Regions from separate parts of the Rattus norvegicus genome. Here region 1 is linked to region 2. A link is a contact called in public Hi-C data. All regions are on one chromosome and are shown on one strand. Each heading gives the region's core, a stretch centred on a gene start, on an enhancer-like site or on the middle of the called end of the contact. The rest is flanking DNA. Distances are from core to core; before and after follow the strand shown. Region 1 holds the start of Uqcc1 (ubiquinol-cytochrome c reductase complex assembly factor 1). Region 2 overlaps Uqcc1 (ubiquinol-cytochrome c reductase complex assembly factor 1).

The links. A called contact is a pair of places that touch in the nucleus more often than the background predicts.
Region 1: a Hi-C map of the A7r5 cell line shows a contact between it and region 2, with 2.7 times the contacts expected there. The contact joins the promoter of Uqcc1 here to the enhancer-like site in region 2. A contact is called at or near these places in 10 of 12 Hi-C or Micro-C datasets (the A7r5 cell line, the Rat2 cell line, Schwann cells and 6 more) and 1 of 1 datasets of contacts at active chromatin or transcription factors (oligodendrocytes).

What each region holds. Positions count from the first base shown.
Region 1 is chr3:164,904,184-164,910,126 of GRCr8, reverse strand. It overlaps Uqcc1 (ubiquinol-cytochrome c reductase complex assembly factor 1), which reads left to right and starts at 4,349. Exons shown (of 10, transcript NM_001109446.2): 1 at 4,349-4,377. The coding sequence starts at 4,354.
Region 2 is chr3:164,809,621-164,815,124 of GRCr8, reverse strand. It overlaps Uqcc1 (ubiquinol-cytochrome c reductase complex assembly factor 1), which reads left to right. Exons shown (of 10, transcript NM_001109446.2): 10 at 108-702. The coding sequence ends at 242. Among named protein-coding and RNA genes, the nearest start is that of Fam83c, 12 kb to the right of the region's middle. Within about 2 kb of position 1,499, at least 2 of the 93 cell types and tissues checked have an H3K27ac peak or open chromatin away from gene starts, as enhancers often do. A contact at or near this core is called in the A7r5 cell line, where this site is marked.

The DNA.
Region 1 (5,943 bases), core at 3,100-5,599, 92 kb before region 2:
TCACTAACTTCAGACTGAAGGGAGACAGCACTGTAGGTGGCTGTGAAGCCTGTGGAGTTAATGGAATATAACATGGCTGCCCTATTACAAGCATGAGCTTCAGGACTGGGACAATAGTTCAAAGTTCAGAGGTAGAATGGCTTGGCAGGCATGTGCATGGCTCTGGGATTGGACCCCAACACTGCAAAAAGGAAAAGAAAAAAGAAAAACAAAAGCAGTGCTCATTATATGAATACGTCAGCACACCAGGCTTCGACATGCGTACATACACACACACAGAGTCAGGGTCTTACTGTAGGTCAGGCTGTCCTGGAACTCATTATATAGAGCAGGCTGGCCTCGAACTCACAGAGCTCTGTCTGTGTCTTCCTCTGCCTCCTGAGTGCTGCCATTATACATGCCATTATGCCCGACTGGTTTTCTGACTTCTTGACCTAAGCCATTTCAAGATGCACAAAGGACAATGGTAGTGAGAGGCCTAGAAATAATGGCTTAAGGGACTGAGCTGATGAGACTGGAGCTATAAAGGTGAGGAAGGAGGAGGAGCAGAGCTGTGTGAAGAGAGCATTGCAATCAAAACATGCAGTCCCAGAGGCCAGAGCAATGCACTAAGAGATGCAAATCCAATTGCTGAGGGATGGGACCAAGCACGGTGCTAAACCTTGTTATTATTATCCTTGATTCTCATAGCTAACCCTATGACATAGCTGCTATAACCTTCATTCTATCGATGAATTACTGTGCTACATTTCCTTCTGTGCAGATTTCAGAATGCTTTTCTCTCCCTGACACAGGGTTTCTCTGTAGATCCCTGGCTGTCTTAGAACTCACTCTGTAGATCAGGCTGGCCTCGAACTCAGAGGTCCACCTGTCTCTGCCTCCCAAGTACTGGGATTAAAGACATGGGCCACCACCTCCTGGCTGTTTTTCTTTTTTAAGGTTTATGCATTTTTTAATTTCTGAAAAAACTGTATTGGTGTATGTTTATCATACATGATATTGGGTTTTATAAAGACGTTTTTATAAAAGTATATGATGTACTCTGAGATTAGTCTATCACTTGGTGTTTGTTTTGTTTTGTTTTTGAGACAGACAAGATTTCACACTATACAAGTCCAGACTGGCCTTGAACTCACAGCACGCCTCCTGCATCAGCATTCTTCGGGCTGGGATTTTGAACACGTGCTTCTACTATACCTGCCTTAAAGAAGTTTTTTTTTTTTTTTTTTTTTTTTTTTTTAAGATTTATTTGGGCTGGAGAGATGGCTCAGCGATTAAGAGCACCCGACTGCTCTTCCAGAGGTCATGAGTTCAATTCCCAGCAACCACATGGTGGCTCACAACCATCTGTTAAGAGATCTGATGCCCTCTTCTGGTGTGTCTGAAGACAGCTACAGTGTACTTATATATAATAAATGAATAAATCTTAAAAAAAATTTATTTATTTATTTTATGTATGTCGCTGTCTTAGACACACCAGAAGAGGACATCAGATCCCATTACAGGTGGTTGTGAGCCACCATGTGGTTGCTGGGATTTGAACTCAGGACCTCTGGGAGAGCAGTCAGTGCTCTTAACCGCCGAGCCATCTCTCCAGCCCAAGAACTTTTAAGACTAAAGATAACTGAGGTAAGGGCCTCTAACCTCTGTGTATTTTCTGTGGAACACATGCCTACATACACTGGCACACACACACGTGATAATAAATTAATAATTGCAAAACGACATGGAGAGGGATTGAGGAAGACATGTGATGTCCACCTGTGGTTTCCATATACATGGGCACACACAGGCACATGCACACATCAACAAACTCATCAAACTGAGAATCATTATTTCTTAGTCTGATGAACACTGTACACACACACACACACACACACACACACACACACACACACTCCACAAAATGGTGGAAGAACATGTTAGGACAACTGTATACCAACATGGAAAAGAACGTAATTAGATCCTTACTTTATACTACAGACGAAAATCAACTCAAGATTTATTGATGACTTCAGCATTCAGGAAGCAGGGACAGGTAGATCTGTGGTGAGTTTGAAACCAGCCTTATCCACACAGTGTGAAACCTGTTTCAAAACAAAAGCAAAGTTTATTGAAGACTTAAACGTTAGGCCTGAAGCTCCCGGACATTGGTCTGGGTAACATTTTGTTTCGAGTGTGTGTGAGTGAGGGTACGCATGCGCCCTGGTGAACTCCTGGAGGTCAGAGGGCAAACACTGTGAATCCCACAGGAACTTCTTGCTGATTCTTTTGTCTCCGCCTCCTACCTCACAGTAGGAGTGCTGGAAATACAGACATGCACCGCCCACCAAGATTCTCATGTATATTCTGAGGATCGTCACACCCTCATCATCAGGCTTCTGCAGTTTTACCCACAGAGCCTTTGCTCTGACCCCATAGTTCCTTTGTGGTTTTGAGACAGGGTCTGACTTTGTAGACCAGGCTGGCCTCAAACTTACAAAGATCCACCTGCCTCTTCCTTCTGAGTTCTAGGATTACAAGTGAGTTCCAAACATTCCTGGCTCCAATATATATATATATGCTTACACTTGTAAGCAGGTGCCCATGGAAGCCACAGGCATCAAATCTCCATTGGATCTGGAATTGCAAGTGGTTGTAAGACCCTCTGTGGGTATTGGGAAAAGAACTTGGTCTTCCAGAAAAGCAGTATTTGCTGTCAGTGCTCCTAACTACCTAGCCATCTCTCTAGCCCAGAGCATGGGTTTTTTTAAAGGCAGAAACCACTTCCTGGTATCTTTCTTGGCAGCTACAGGGGTCTTCACATAAGCAAGCAGTTTAGCAGAAGCTGAGGTAAGCAGTTAGCTGGAGGGGGAGGTTTGCACAAGCAGGGGCCAAGTCGGTTAACTAGAGCATCTTGACCTTGGGTTCCTAGAATAGATCTGGGTAATTTTCCACAGGATTCTCCATCAAGGAGATCAAATTCTAATTAAACCTGAAATGGCCTCAGCAGGAATACAGGATGGCGGAATCTCTCTGCTGTCTTGCTCTGTCACAAGCTTAGTCATTTCACACGCAAACATTTAGAAACCAGAAACTGGGTAAATACACAGAATTTTGCTAGGTGGAGTGGCCGTCGGGGAGGCAGAGTCAGTTGGCTCTCAGTGAGGAGATGAAGGCACAGGAGGATCTGGACTTCAAGGCCAGCCTCAGCTACATAGAGCCTGAGGTCAGCCTGGGCTACACCAAATTTTATTTAAAAGGGAGAAAGGGGGGAAAGGATCACCCTGAACCTCATCTTACTTGTCAGTTCCACCTATAGGCGTTATCCAACTAAGACTATATTGCCCATATTGTTTTTATGAGCTATTTATTGTTTCCTTCATGTCAGGGTGTTTTTTAAATTAATTAATTAATTAATTAATTAATTTTTACCAGTTGTCTACCCAGACCTACCCTATCCATACTTGCCCCACCAGCTCACAAGCTCCACAGAGTTACCCACACCCTGTCTGGTATCCAGTGCACGGTGAATGCATACTGAATACTCGGTAGGTCTTTATTGTCTGGTGGACTGGAAGTGCTAGGCTCTGGCTCCTGGTCAGTCACAGAAGCAGCAATGTTTTCTCTTTTCTGCTTTTCATGGGATCCATGATGATACACTTGCCCGTTCCCACAGGCAATTCCTCTCATCCTTCTTTCTCAATTACTATGTTTTGTTTGTTTTTGGCGACAAGGGTTTCTCCTGGTTGTTGTGAAACTCTGTAGACAAGGCTGGCTTCGAACTCAGAGATCAGCCTGTCTCTCTGCCTCTTTAATCTGCTGGTATTAAAGGCGTGTGCCACAACGCTTGGCTATTCCTTTACTAATTCTTTCCTCTCAATTCAAAGGTGCGTTAGCCAGCCAAACACAAGCCTCAAGCTTCTTTCTCTTCTGCTAAGCGTCAGGTCAGCACCTGACAACCTCCTTTCCAGGACTGTGTGCTCTTAGGTTCTCAGACTCCCCGTCCCTTTTTAATTACTGGAACATCCGAGGTCCCTTTAGCCTTGTGGTCTCCTGGGGGTGGAGTCAGGAATGGCTGTAAGGGGTTAACCGAAGGGTGAGAAGGACCTGTGAGGCCAGGTCCGGGGTTGTGTAGAGGAAGAACGTGAGCCCTTGTGACCCGCAGCAGGCACTTAAGCCGGGCGAGGTGTCTCGCGTCCTGGAACCTCATTCAGAGCCACCGCTGGAAAATCGCGGGTGCGCAGAGTGACATCTACGCCTGCGCCGGCGCCAGAGCTCGACTACCTTTAGCATGGGGACAGAGGCTGAGTGGGTGGTGACAATCGGGATTCCGGAAGCCCACCCTTCACCCGGAAATGATTGTGGAGGAACATGGCGTTGCTGGTGCGAGTCCTTGTGAGTGCAGGAGTACTTTTCTAGAGACGCAGGCGCGTCTCAGGTTGGGCTTGAAGAGGGCGGGGCGGGAGGAGCAGGGGAGAAACGGGGGAGCCTGTGCTGTAGCTCCGTAGCGTGGTCGCCTTTCCCCAGGGAAACTGAAGCAGCTTCCCACTTCTCCTTACCCCTGCTTTGGCCTTGGCTTCTCCACCTTTTAGAAGGTAGTGACCTCGGATCTTTCTGTGATGAGGATCGTTCTCTGGGATAAGAACACGTGGGGCACCGATTAGAGTCGGGGTTTAGGGGGTGAGGTGGATCCAGTCGGTGTCTGTCACAGTGTGCAGTGTGACCTTGAGTAAGTTACTGGATGGTCCCGGGTCCATGTTAAAAATAAGGACATTTATCTCTTGCAGTCCCCTTTGGATTCTGAGGTTCTTCGAGTTTGTTGTGGAGAGTTTTTAAATGAGTTGTTACTTGTATAGGTCAGTGGCATGCATAAGTTATTAGAGCAAAAGCTGCAGGAGAGACAGCCCCGTGGCTTTCTCTTTGCCCAGCACACTGTTTGGCACAACCTAACACCACATTGTTGGATGAATGAAGAAGGAAAGACGTCTAGACTGGTTCTAATCCTCTTGCCCTGTCCACGTCCCTACTGAGATTTGGCCTTAAATCCTCTTTAGAGTCACTACTAACTTGTAGGACGAGTTAAGAAAATGACAGCAGGAACCGGTTCCTAGTCATGTAGAGACGGGCAGTTTGTCATCTAAGTCAGGTATTTACAGAACTTGGTCAAGGACAGTTTTATTTAGCAGACACTATTGCGATGCATTCTTTTTCATTGTTGTTCTACGCCATTCCACACAACACCCTCTACTTAGATTCTAACTGCTGCTTCTGTTGCTGCCTCAGTCGCTCCTCTGGAGGTTTTTGGTAGAGAGACATGTTTCTGTTACCCAGTGAGTGGTTCACTTGCTGAAGTCATTACGGGTGCTAACTAAGGCAGAAGTGGAATTGAGACTTGAGGATGGCAGGGGACACGGCAACTGACCTGTCCTAAGTTATTCATGTGTGCACAGGTGCAACGGCTTGTGTGTGCGAGCGAGTGTGTGCAGCAACGGGTAAACCTCCTTTCTGCTAGATAAGGAATTTCCTGCTGTGCCCTAAATTATTTTTTAAAGACAGATACTTGGGTGAACTAGAAAACCTTTTTTTTTTGGTACAAAAATGCACAGTTAAATAAGGAAAATCTCTTTTACATGCTTACTCCCAGAGGTCGTCTTATACATTGTAACAGAACGTGATGAAGCTATGAAAACTCTCCCTGGGTTGTTCACAGTGGAAATCAGTACGAAGTAGTTCATTGCTCACCTGCTTGGAAGGAGGATTTGGGCTGGGCACTGCAAGGCTGTGTACTACACTCAAGTGATCCCCTCTAGACTTGGAAAGTCTTGGTGGAAATCTTGGCTCCACCACTTGCTGTAGACAGAATCCTAAGTATCTGACTTTTCTGAACCTCAGGTTTCTTCCTTCCTCCCCCCATTCACCTCTCTGTCTTTCTTTCTTAGTTTTTTGAAACAGGGTTTCTCT
Region 2 (5,504 bases), core at 250-2,749:
AGTCAGATAACCCCCACCATCATTCCTGTCCCTCTCTTCTCCTTGTGGAGGCTGTGTCTCCCTCGAGTGAGCACCTATCCTCTGTTCTGTCCCCTCTCTACTTGCAGATGCAATACCTGGACTCCATGAACGGGGAGGATCTGCTGCTGACAGGGGAAGTGAGATGGCGCCCTCTGGTGGAGAAAAATCCACAAAGCATCTTGAAGCCCCATGCTCCTACTTACAATGATGAAGGTCTTTGACAGACTGGTCCCTTCGGACAGCCAGCCGGTTGGCTGGCTCTGAGGAACCTCCATGGAAGAAGTGCCTGTTTGCCCCAGGACCCTGAAGAAGGCAGCCTGGACTGACTTTTGAACAGCACCTGTTGAACACTCGGTCCATTCGTGCTGAGTTTCTCCTTCCTGAGCCCAGGAGTCTGATCTGGTGGGGGTGCTGCTGGGAGATCCTCTTGCTCTTCTGATACCTTCCCTCCCTCAAGAGAAGCCCCAAGCACACTTCCCACGCCCCTTCAGCAGCACACGTGACTGAGAGCTTTATCTGAAGGCTGAGGAAGGGATGGGTAGGTTAAAAAGGGGGTGCCTTCACCCAGGGCCCCCTGTGCCTGGAGCAGTTTGTAATGTCCCTAAGTCAATGCAGGTAACCATATACTGTTCCCCATCTGTGAGCCATGGGGTTGAAGTAGCCATTAAAAAGAGAGATTTATTTCTGCCATGGTTTTTCTTTGTTCCAAGGTCTCTTAGAAACATAGGTAAAGCCCAGTGTAGTGGCCCATGTATTTAATCCAAGCACTCGGGAGGCAGAGGCAGGTGATGCTCTGCGTTCTAGGCCAGCCTGGTCTACAGAGTGAATGTCAGGGGAGCCAGAGTTACGGAGAGGAACCTTATCTTGAAAAACCAAGAGAAAAGAAAGGCGTAGGTGAGACTGTGGATTCTCCAAGCTCAGGAGATAACTCCAGCTCAGCTAGAGGCAGCAAGAGGAAGAGAGGAGGTCAGGGGCTCCCTGCTGCTCCTGTCTGCAGGTCACAAGAGGAGCCACTGTCTAGGCAAGGCACAGTCTGCCAGGCATGTTCTCTGGGATCCAGGAGGTCTCTGAGGACCAAGGGGCTTGTCACATCCTAAGTCATTTAGAAAGAACAAAAGTCCCTTTGTCACCCACGGTGAAGTGCAGAGGGAACACACACTCTTTCCTCACGTGGCCCCCCTCACATGAGATAGTGTGATAAAGAGAACATTCTCCTGGCATGTTGGTACCATCGCAAGCCTCCCCAGCTTCTAAAGCATGTGCTGTAATGGGAGCTGGATCTGGGCACTCGAGGGGCCTGGTCTCTCTTCTCTGAGTCTGGCTCATCTCTTGGAAGGTTTTCTGAAATTGAGGAATGGGGGTGGGGACCGTCTCGCCCCTCCCTTCCCCCTCCCAGCTTCCTTCATTGAACTTGCTATAAAATGAGTCATATGAAGAAACCCTATACTGTGAGGTATGCGCCACTTCTGTGAAAACATTACAAATCAAGCCGCCTTCTCAGTTTATTTAAGATGCTTTTGTTGCAAGCGGGGCTCTGGAGTGAGGCGTCCTCTGTGGGTATGAGATAATAGCACCTTGTAACTCATTACATCTGGGCACTATTTACATAAACCAGAGGCGAGCCAGGCAGGGATTTGCTGATTAATTTATTTTTAATGGACTGAGGTATGCCATGCACCAAAATAAACTTTACTGTGTGTACCTAACTGCTCCTGGAATGGATGGAAAAATTAATGGAACAGATTTTGGCTCCTAACTCTGCACATTAATTCATATATAAAAGTTATTTGAGCGTTAACCCATTTGCTGCCCAGGGCAGCTCCCTAGCCACAGATCCCAACCCGCAGCACCAGCTTAGCTACTGGGCTTGCTTTCCTGTCCTGGAACCTCAAAGTTTGCTCGCAACTTTAAAGGTCATTTGCGACCGTGCCGGTACCCTTGCCCACCTTCCTTAGGTTCTGAGTTCACACAAAGCCTAGCTGAGTCCCTGCGCATAGATTATATCCACAGCATTCAGTGCTAGGATCCAGCAACTCTCCACAAAGCTCCTCATTCACCAACACCTGTGTCGGTTGCCACACTGGGCCCTCTCATCTTCAAGATAAAACTCAGGTACTCGATAGGCCACAGGCTGTTTGGTTGACTCCCACTCATCCCGGCCTGCTTTTACAGGTCTCATCCATCTCTCCCCTGAGCACCCTGAGTCGCTTGGGGTTATCTGAAGGGACCCCACTCTCTCCTGTACCTGGACCTCTTGTGCTGACTAAAGGAATCTTAACCCTCTCGAGTATCGCCTCCCTGCCCCTCTCCCCCAGACCCCTGCAGGCTTTCCAGGTTGCTCTTGATGGTGTCCTCTCTAAACTTGGCACCTCTCAAAAACACTGAGGTGGTTTTTGTCTCACCCTCCTTCCGGACTGTGATCGATGATGTTGGCTGCAGCTGCACAGAGTGGCTGCTGAGTTGGGAGGTCACTCACTGTGCACTGCCGTGCAGTGCCTGTGTGCACCTGGTTCATAACTGAGAGTGAACGGACAGCTGAGCCACTGGCTGTCAGTGCTAGCCCAACCAAAAGGGCCCCGCTGGGCTAGCCTCAGCTGCACTTATTTAGCAGTGATGCTACAGTATCAAGCAATTCCAAACCTAAAGGCCCCATGTAAACACTTTTTTAATTAAAAAAAAAAAAAAAAGAAAAGGGTTAGACAGATGAGTGCAGGGAGGGGACTCGCTCTTCCCTGGAAGACTGCTCTTTGGGAATGATTTTTGTCCTTTTGATAAAATAAGTTAAAACACACCATTATTTAAAAAGCCAGGCATGGCTGAGGCACGGTTGTCCTGAGCCACAGCGTGAAACCCTGTCTATCTCAATAAAAGAAAGGGCCATGGGGCGGCCCAGTGGGTAAAAACTGCTGAACCCAACGACCCTGCTTACATTGCTGGGACCCCACATGGTAGGAGAGAACTGAGCCCTGCAAACTGACTTCTGACCTCCGCTCTCCATGGCATAGGTCACCACACACACACATACACACAACACATACACACACACACACAACACACACATACACAACACACACATACACACACAACACACACAATACACATACACAAAACACATACACAACACACACACAACACACACAACACATACACACACATACACACAACACACACACATACACAACACACACACAACACACACACATACACAACACACACACAACACATACACACATACACAACACACACACAACACATACACACACACATACAACACACACATACACAGCACACACATACCACACACAACACATACACACGCATACACACACACACCACACACACACAACACACACATACACACATACACACAACACACACACATACACACAACACACAACACACACACATACACACAACACACACATACACACAACACACACACTACACACAACAGACACACAACACACACATACACACAATACACACATATACACACATACACAATACACACATACACACAACACACACATACACACACAACACACACATACACACAACACACACAACACACACATACACACAACACACACATAACACACACATACACACAACACACACACACAACTGAATGTGAATAAGTGAGTGAAAGGAAATTCTGAAGCAAAATTTGAAATATAAAGTGCAAATGTTGCAAGGAAAGAGGGAAAATGATTGCACTTGAAATCCTACCCAGTGTCCCCAAGACCATACATGGTTGCCATTGCTCTTGCTCTTGGTTGTCCTTTAGAACTGGACAGAAGACCTCACTGCTAAAGCCAGCGCACACTTCAGTTACAGGACATAGAGAAAGCAAGTTAGAGCTGAGCTGGCAGCATCCTTCCTGGAGGCGAGCGTCCGTTGTGTGGAAGGTGCCGCCGGGCGGACTGGTCCGGGAGAGAAGTCAGCGTTCCTACCCAGCTGTGAACCCTGTAAGCTACAATGCCAGGCAAGGTGTCCCCACTTGTGCAGCGGTGGCATGGCTGTCACAAGGGTAATCAACTGCTTTCTGATTGGATTTGAGACCCATGAGAGTGAGTCTGCCTGGTTCTAACCAGTCTGTGTCTGGTCGAAAGCCCGTGGCTGAGGTCATAGGCCTGAGGGTGAACCTTGATGTTGGTTTGCTAAGTGACCATGGTGTCAACTGTCCTCTGAATACCTAGTTTACACCCATTGATTAGTACTGCTCGCAGCCTTGGTCAGGGAAGCTACTCTCTGCAGTGAGCAGAGGTCAGTGCCGAGGCTCACAAGTGGTCAGAATACAGAGTACTCAGGGAACATCTAAGGGCCAGAAAGATGCCACTGACTGCTCTTCCACTGGACCTGGGTTTGATTCCCAGCGCTCATGACAGCTCACAGCCATCAGTAATCCACTCCCAGGGGATCCAGTTCCTCTCCGGCCTCTGCAGACACCAGGCTTGTACGTAGTACTCAGATGTAGGCAAAACACACATGCACATAAAATTAAAATTTTTAATAGGACAGCTATTTCAACTCTCTTTCCCAAGGCTTGGGGAGTATCACGGAAGGGGAGCAGAGGAAATAGAAGAGCTGGGATGCTAGGAAATGCTGTCTGCCGACACGACCTGGCCATTGCACTCAGGGACTCCCAGCATCCGATGCTACCGACCGGAACAAGATGGGGCCCAGCAAGACCCCATCATGGATGGAGATAGGGCTCTTCAGGCCCAGTCCCTTCCTGAGAGACTGGTTTGTGGGGAAAAGAGAAGCATTTCTGACAGCAGGGTAGACACTGCTTGTCCATGTCCCAGTAAATAAGCCCACACCCAGGCTCATGCAACTAACTAATCCAACTCACTGGGTCTCAAAACACCAAAGACGTGAAAACAGAAGGGGACTTGAGAGAGAGAGAGAGAGAGAGAGAGAGAGAGAGAGAGAGAGAGCCAAAACACTATAGATGTATGTGAAATCCAATTTTAAAAAGAAACCCTATTTGGGACATTTCCCACCAAAAGAGACTAGCCTAACCTGCTAATCACCAACACTCACATGGTTTTGATTGGCTGGGTTTTGGTTGTTTACTTATTTTTTTTTTTTTTGGTTCTTTTTTTCGGAGCTGGGGACCGAACCCAGGGCCTTGCGCTTCCTAGGTAAGCGCTCTACCACTGAGCTAAATCCCCAGCCCCGGTTGTTTACTTATTAAACTTGTAAGTACATTCTCCTCAGCAATATGGTGGACATCCTGGTAAGCATTTTCTTTTTTAAAGATTTATTCATTTATTATATATAAGTACACTGTAGCTATCTTCAGACACACCAGAAGAGGGCATCAGATTTCATTTCAGATGGTTGTGAGCCACCATGTGGTTGCTGGGATTTGAACTCAGAACCTCTGGAAGAGCAGTCAGTGCTCTTAACCCCTGAGCCATCTCTCCAGCCCCTCGTAAGCATTTTTACCACAAGTGAAGGCATTTGAGGCTAAGGAG